Linked DNA regions of Mus musculus: region 1 is linked to region 2. The links are chromatin contacts, called in public HiChIP or PLAC-seq maps. All regions are on one chromosome and are shown on one strand. The core of a region is the stretch at or near the end of the contact, and the rest is flanking DNA. Distances in the headings are between cores, read along the strand shown.

Evidence for each region. HiChIP or PLAC-seq counts read pairs in DNA pulled down with a chosen protein or histone mark.
Region 1: a FOXA1 HiChIP or PLAC-seq map of pancreatic cancer cells shows a contact between it and region 2. The contact joins two enhancer-like sites. A contact is called at or near these places in 3 of 484 Hi-C or Micro-C datasets (bone marrow-derived macrophages, embryonic fibroblasts and nephron progenitors), 7 of 115 datasets of contacts at active chromatin or transcription factors (bone marrow-derived dendritic cells, embryonic stem cells, microglia and 1 more) and 1 of 9 other capture datasets (embryonic stem cells).

What each region holds. Positions count from the first base shown.
Region 1 is chr7:145,145,431-145,148,130 of GRCm38.p6, forward strand. No RefSeq gene overlaps it. Among named protein-coding and RNA genes, the nearest start is that of Gm45181, 20 kb to the right of the region's middle. Within about 2 kb of position 1,446, at least 22 of the 459 cell types and tissues checked have an H3K27ac peak or open chromatin away from gene starts, as enhancers often do. A contact at or near this core is called in pancreatic cancer cells, where this site is marked.
Region 2 is chr7:144,993,221-144,995,920 of GRCm38.p6, forward strand. No RefSeq gene overlaps it. Among named protein-coding and RNA genes, the nearest start is that of Ccnd1, 55 kb to the left of the region's middle. Within about 2 kb of position 1,266, at least 37 of the 459 cell types and tissues checked have an H3K27ac peak or open chromatin away from gene starts, as enhancers often do. A contact at or near this core is called in pancreatic cancer cells, where this site is marked.

The sequences.
Region 1 (2,700 bases), core at 196-2,695, 150 kb after region 2:
AAGCAAGACACATCCAAGCTCAGAACAGAGTCCCATGGAATGCATCGAGCATCTGAACAAAAATTACCAGACTCTGGTAACAAAAAATAGCCAGAGACTCTGATGCAGAGAAAAACCAGTCAAAAGAAATAGACCCACGGGTGACAGATGGAGGATACAGGAGCCAGGGACTTCAAAGGTTGTTAGAGATGTATTCAAGATCCTGGCCTAGAGGCTCAGGCCTGTCAGTCCAGCCGCTAGCAAGGCTGAGGTAGGAGGATTGTAAGTTCAAAGCCAGCCTGGGCAATGCAGCGAGACTGTGCCTGTATTAATCTTTCAGTAGCTCTGACAAAAGCAATTTAAGTGAGGACAGGTCTGGTTTGGCTCACAGTTCCAGGGACAGTTCATCATAGTGAGAAAGCAGTGGTAAAAGAAACCCGATCACATTGTACCTCAAGAACAAACTTAGATTTACTAAGATTAATAATGTAAAAAAAAAAAAAATTATGCCGGACAGTGGTGGCACATGCCTTTAATCCCAGCACTTGGGAGACAGAGGCAGGCAGATTTCTGAGTTCATGGCCATCCTGGTCTACAGATGAGTTCCAGGACAGAGAAACCCTGTCTTGAAAAACAAAAACAAAAACAAAAACAAAATAATAATAATAATAATAATCCGCTAGGAAAATTCTGGAAGAAACAGGACCTAAATCTTTGTGACCTTAGATTAGGTAAAGATCTCATGTCAATTTCTCTGGAGGCACAATGAATACATTTAAAAAAATCTAGGGCTGGAGAGAAGACACAGCAGTTATAGTGCTTACTGAAGCCAGTGGTGATGTGTGCAGTGGGTCTCTGAGTTCAAGGCCAGCCTGGTCTACAGAGCAAGTTCCAGGACATCTAGGGCTACACAGAGAAACCCTGTCTCAAAACAGCAGCAGCAGCAGCACCAGCAGCAGCAACAACAACAGAGTGCTTGTTCTTCAATCATGAGACCTAGCATTCAAATCCCACATGAAGTGGCTCACAGTCATCTGCCACTCCAGCTATAAGGGATCAAATGCCCTCTTCTGGCCTCCCTGGGCACCTACACACACACAGACAAACACACACACTTAAAGAAAAATCAATCTAATACCTCTCTCTATAGATACAGATGATGTAGATTATAGATTATAAGCACAAACATAGATATAGATATATGAAGAAATCCTTAAACAGGATGTCATCAGAACTAAAACTATCTCCTGCTGAATGAAAAGGCACACACCATGCCAGGAACAAATATTTGTGAGCCACATAATTGACAAAGAATTTGGAACTCTCTCAGCAGTGGGAAAATAAGATACATGATTGACAATGAGCCAACTCTCTGAATGAGGTTTTCCCCTGAGCAAGAGAATACATGTGAATGGCTTCACCTCCACCAGTCACCAAGGCAACCAAACTAAAACCACATTGTGATACTATGATGTACTCCTTAAAGTGGTCAAACAATTGATAACTAGTTGTTTATTCTTTGGGGAGGGGCCCTCACAGTACAGTGTGCTTTGTGGATGCAGTTACAGGAAGGCATGTGTTCCTGGAGCGTATGGAAGTTAGTTCAAACATTATGGGAAAGAGCTGCTTGTAAAAGTATAAACTTATCTAAAATCCTAAAACCTGTACCCAAGAGAAAGGGACACATGGATGCTCAGGCATACTAGTGGAATCTTGTGTGTGTTTTTAGGAAGAATTGTGAAAACCTGCAAATGCTGCTTACAGCATCCCACTGAATAGAAGAATCTCCACAATGGATGAACAGTAGGATGTTTGGTGGAGTACTATACAGCAAGGTAAATAGAAGGAATAGTAATATATTTGTTGCTACACAAGATGCCAAAAAGCTAGAAGCTGTAAGATTCTGGTTCTGTGATATTCTTGGAAAGGACAAATTAGAGGTACAGAAAACAAGACTGTGTCCTCCATATATGGAAGCCCTAATTTTAACTGTTCCCTTATCTGGAGATAAGGCTTTGAGGACACAAAATAAGGTTAAAAGTGGTCAAGAGGCAGTGGTTCTCAACCTCCCTAATGCTGCAACCCTCTAATACAGTCCTCATGTATGGTTGGTTGGTGACTCCCAACAACCATAAAGTTATTTCATGGCTACTTCATAAATGTAATTTTGCTTCTATTATGAATAGTAGTGTAGATACCTGTGTTTTTCAGTGGTCTTAGGCGAGCCCTGTGAAAGGGTTCTTAAACCTTTAAAGGGGTCATGACCCCCAGGTTGAGAACAGATGCAGTAAGAAGTCCTGACCCAAAAGGATTAGTGTCTTTACAGAAAGAGTGAGAAGGCCGATTCTCCTCCACACACACCTCAACAGCAAGAAGGCCCTGACCTGACACCAGGCAAGAAGCCTCCTCAGACACTAAGACTGATACTGTGTGGATCTTAAGACTTCAGGTGTCCATAACCCCAGGGCCAAGTCCCAGATTCAACACATCTGTGGTGCAGCAGGGGCTAATGATAAAAGCAATTCCTTGGGACACGTGTGGGACTGCTCACTACATCACACTACAAGACATGGGTGATGGCAGGACTGTGTGACTTGACAGTGAGGTATTCCACAACTCTATGTGCTTGTCAGAATCCAGAGATCTCAGAGTGGGAGAGATGGCTCAGGTGGCACTTGACAAGGGATCCAGCTCAGTTCCCAGCACTCATGGTGAGCAGCT
Region 2 (2,700 bases), core at 16-2,515:
TCCTCTTGCTTATCTTTATTCTTTCAGTCACCCTTTCACTCACTACTCAAGGGCTCACAGTGTGCATGCTGCTCTTCTGGCTAGGGCGTGTGGGATTTCTAGGTTTTGATGAAGGTGTGACTCAGAGGCGAGGGGAACCATAGGCTGCTGCCCAGATGGAACAGAGTGGGCCTGGGCCTCCTCTAGCTATGTCTGCATTAGTACCACCTAGATGGCATCTTGGGACTGAGACTCCAAGCCTGCATGGGGAGTTTCATTTGGCCTGGGGCCTCAATTGCCTCTGCCCAGTCAAAGCAGCCTGCCTGTTATGAAGCTGTTCCAACCTCATTGTTCTGTGGGGAAAGATGGCTGCCCCATGGTCTCCCTTCTGGGACAGTTGCTATCTAGAGGCAGGGTCTAGCCTCTGGAGTTGGGATCCTCGTCATCTATGGGATGGCCCTCCTCTGAAGCTCTGCCCCGCAGTCTGGTTGGCTGGCACTGTTCTACAGTGTGTAGTGGGGCCTGCACAATAGCTTCCCTCTCTCGTTGCCAGCCTGGCCTGTGAACAGGGCTCTGTTGATGCCTGGCTGCTCTCACTCCCAAAGAATTCAAAAAATGGTCCCATGTGTGAATGTGCATCCTGAGACTGTTGGGCAACTGCCTAGAGTGGGGTCTTGGAAGGCAGAGAGTGCCACCGCTGGTCACTGGGCTGTCACATTCATAGGAATCTGGACTGGGCTTGATGATGGTGGTGGCAAGAGTCAAGGGGATGTGAAGAAAACTCAGGCCATTAGCTCCCTGATGGCTGCCTGACATCATGATTGGTTGGACAGAGATGCTACCCTACCAGGCCAAGTAGATCGTCTCCCTAAGCCTCACTATGGAAGCAGAGTCAGGAGGGCTCCTGTACAGCACATTTTATTTTTTTTCAAAGATCTTGGCCTCAGCTTGGCCAGGGCCACTGAGCTGCACAGGAAGGTCCCTCTGCTTCCCAACCTTTGCATGTACATGCTGCTATGGTAAAGTCAAAGCTTGAGCATTTAGAGCTATAGGACTGTCCTGGGCTCCGGACAGTGTGTGGGCATGTTTCAGCTTTTGCCATCCAGAGCTATCAATAGTCCTGTCATGTACCCCAGGGAATGATAGTCACCCAGTATGAAGTGCTGTGTCCTGGGAGCCCAGAGAGGTTGCACAATGCCCTGCCACAGGTATAATGCAAGGCCCACATATTATATCCTGTTGGTTGGATTAGTGTCAATGAGCAAGGACCACAGTGACTCATGCTCGGCTGGGTGGCTCTTCCTGTGCCGGTTCTGGGATGCTGAATTGCCCCAGGCTCAGTAAGAACTCCTGAGCACTGTGCAGAGAGCCATACAGGGGCGACCTCAGGCTGAGTCTCATAGGCCTCTCTCTATAAAACCCTGGTCCAGGGCTTTGTGCTGGATCCTGACACAGAGGGGACTGATGATGGCAGATCCTGGTGTCCAGCCGAGGCCACACATGAGGGACAGACAGAAACACCAGACAAATGCAAGTCACCTGCTGTTCTCTGCCATCTTCCCAAGACCAAGGGACTCTGACTGCAGAGTGTAATGTCCTGTGGAGCTCAGGAAGTTTGTCACACATAGGACTCCATCAGAGAGAATGCAAGCCCAGGTGGCTGCCACTCAGATGGGCCCAAGCCATCTGGCACAGATAGAGCCAGAACCGAGTGCCCCCTCCTAGCGTTAGGGGTATGTAGAACTCTTACTATGAAGCTCTCTGAAGTGGCAAGTGGCCTGAAGGGACCCAGGAACTGTAGGAAATATTTTCACAAGTATCTGCAGAGAAAGGCCCTCAGACCTGATACTGAGCCACTGTTGGTGGGCTGAGGGTCCTTCCCCTCTTCAATTAGGGTTGACTACTTTCCCTTTATTGGTCCTATTCTACTTCATATTTCCATGCCCACATTTAGCCTGTCAGCGTTCAGATGATGCTAGCTGGTGTCCTGTAATTTTGACCTTTAGGACTCTAGGGTACCTGTCTGATGGGGAGCTAGCTTGAGGCAGTCTCCAGTGTTACCATGACTACAGGCCGATGGCAAGCCACTCTTTGGCTGCAGATGGGAATTGGTTCCATTGGTTTCCTTAGCCAGCCATAGAAGCCTGAGGTAGCTGTAGTCCTCCTCAGAGCTGCAGATCCACCTAGAAGAGATGATCCCCGGTTGGCATCCCAGAGGCAGGGAGGGCTTTGAGCTGACACTTGGCAGCACTGTATGGGCTCTCAGCTGGCATCACACCCCGTGGCTGAGAGTTCACACTCTCATCCAAACCCTGCACAGCCTTCAGTTTGAAGTTGTGTTGTCCCAATTCTGAATTGACAAATAAAGTGCCTCCCGTCCACACAGTCCATCTGGGAGGAAATCAGGACTAGTACCCAGGTGGGGGGACTTGAGACCATCTCTACCTTACCATCATTCTCGAATGTCCCCTTGCTGACCCGCCTTCCCTCCAGACATGCCTGCAACTATGGACAGCCACAATGTTGGCTTGTTCAACATGTCTCAAAGTTTCTGGCCATAGCACCTTGCAGGTGGGCTTGTTTAAGTTCAGTGACTCTCACTGAACCTCTATGTTTAGAAGTAGATGCCTGCCACCAGCCATTACTAACAAGAGTCACGGACTATCTATCAGGACTAAGATTCAAACTCTTGGGAGTGGAGGGGATGCTTAGACCTAAAGA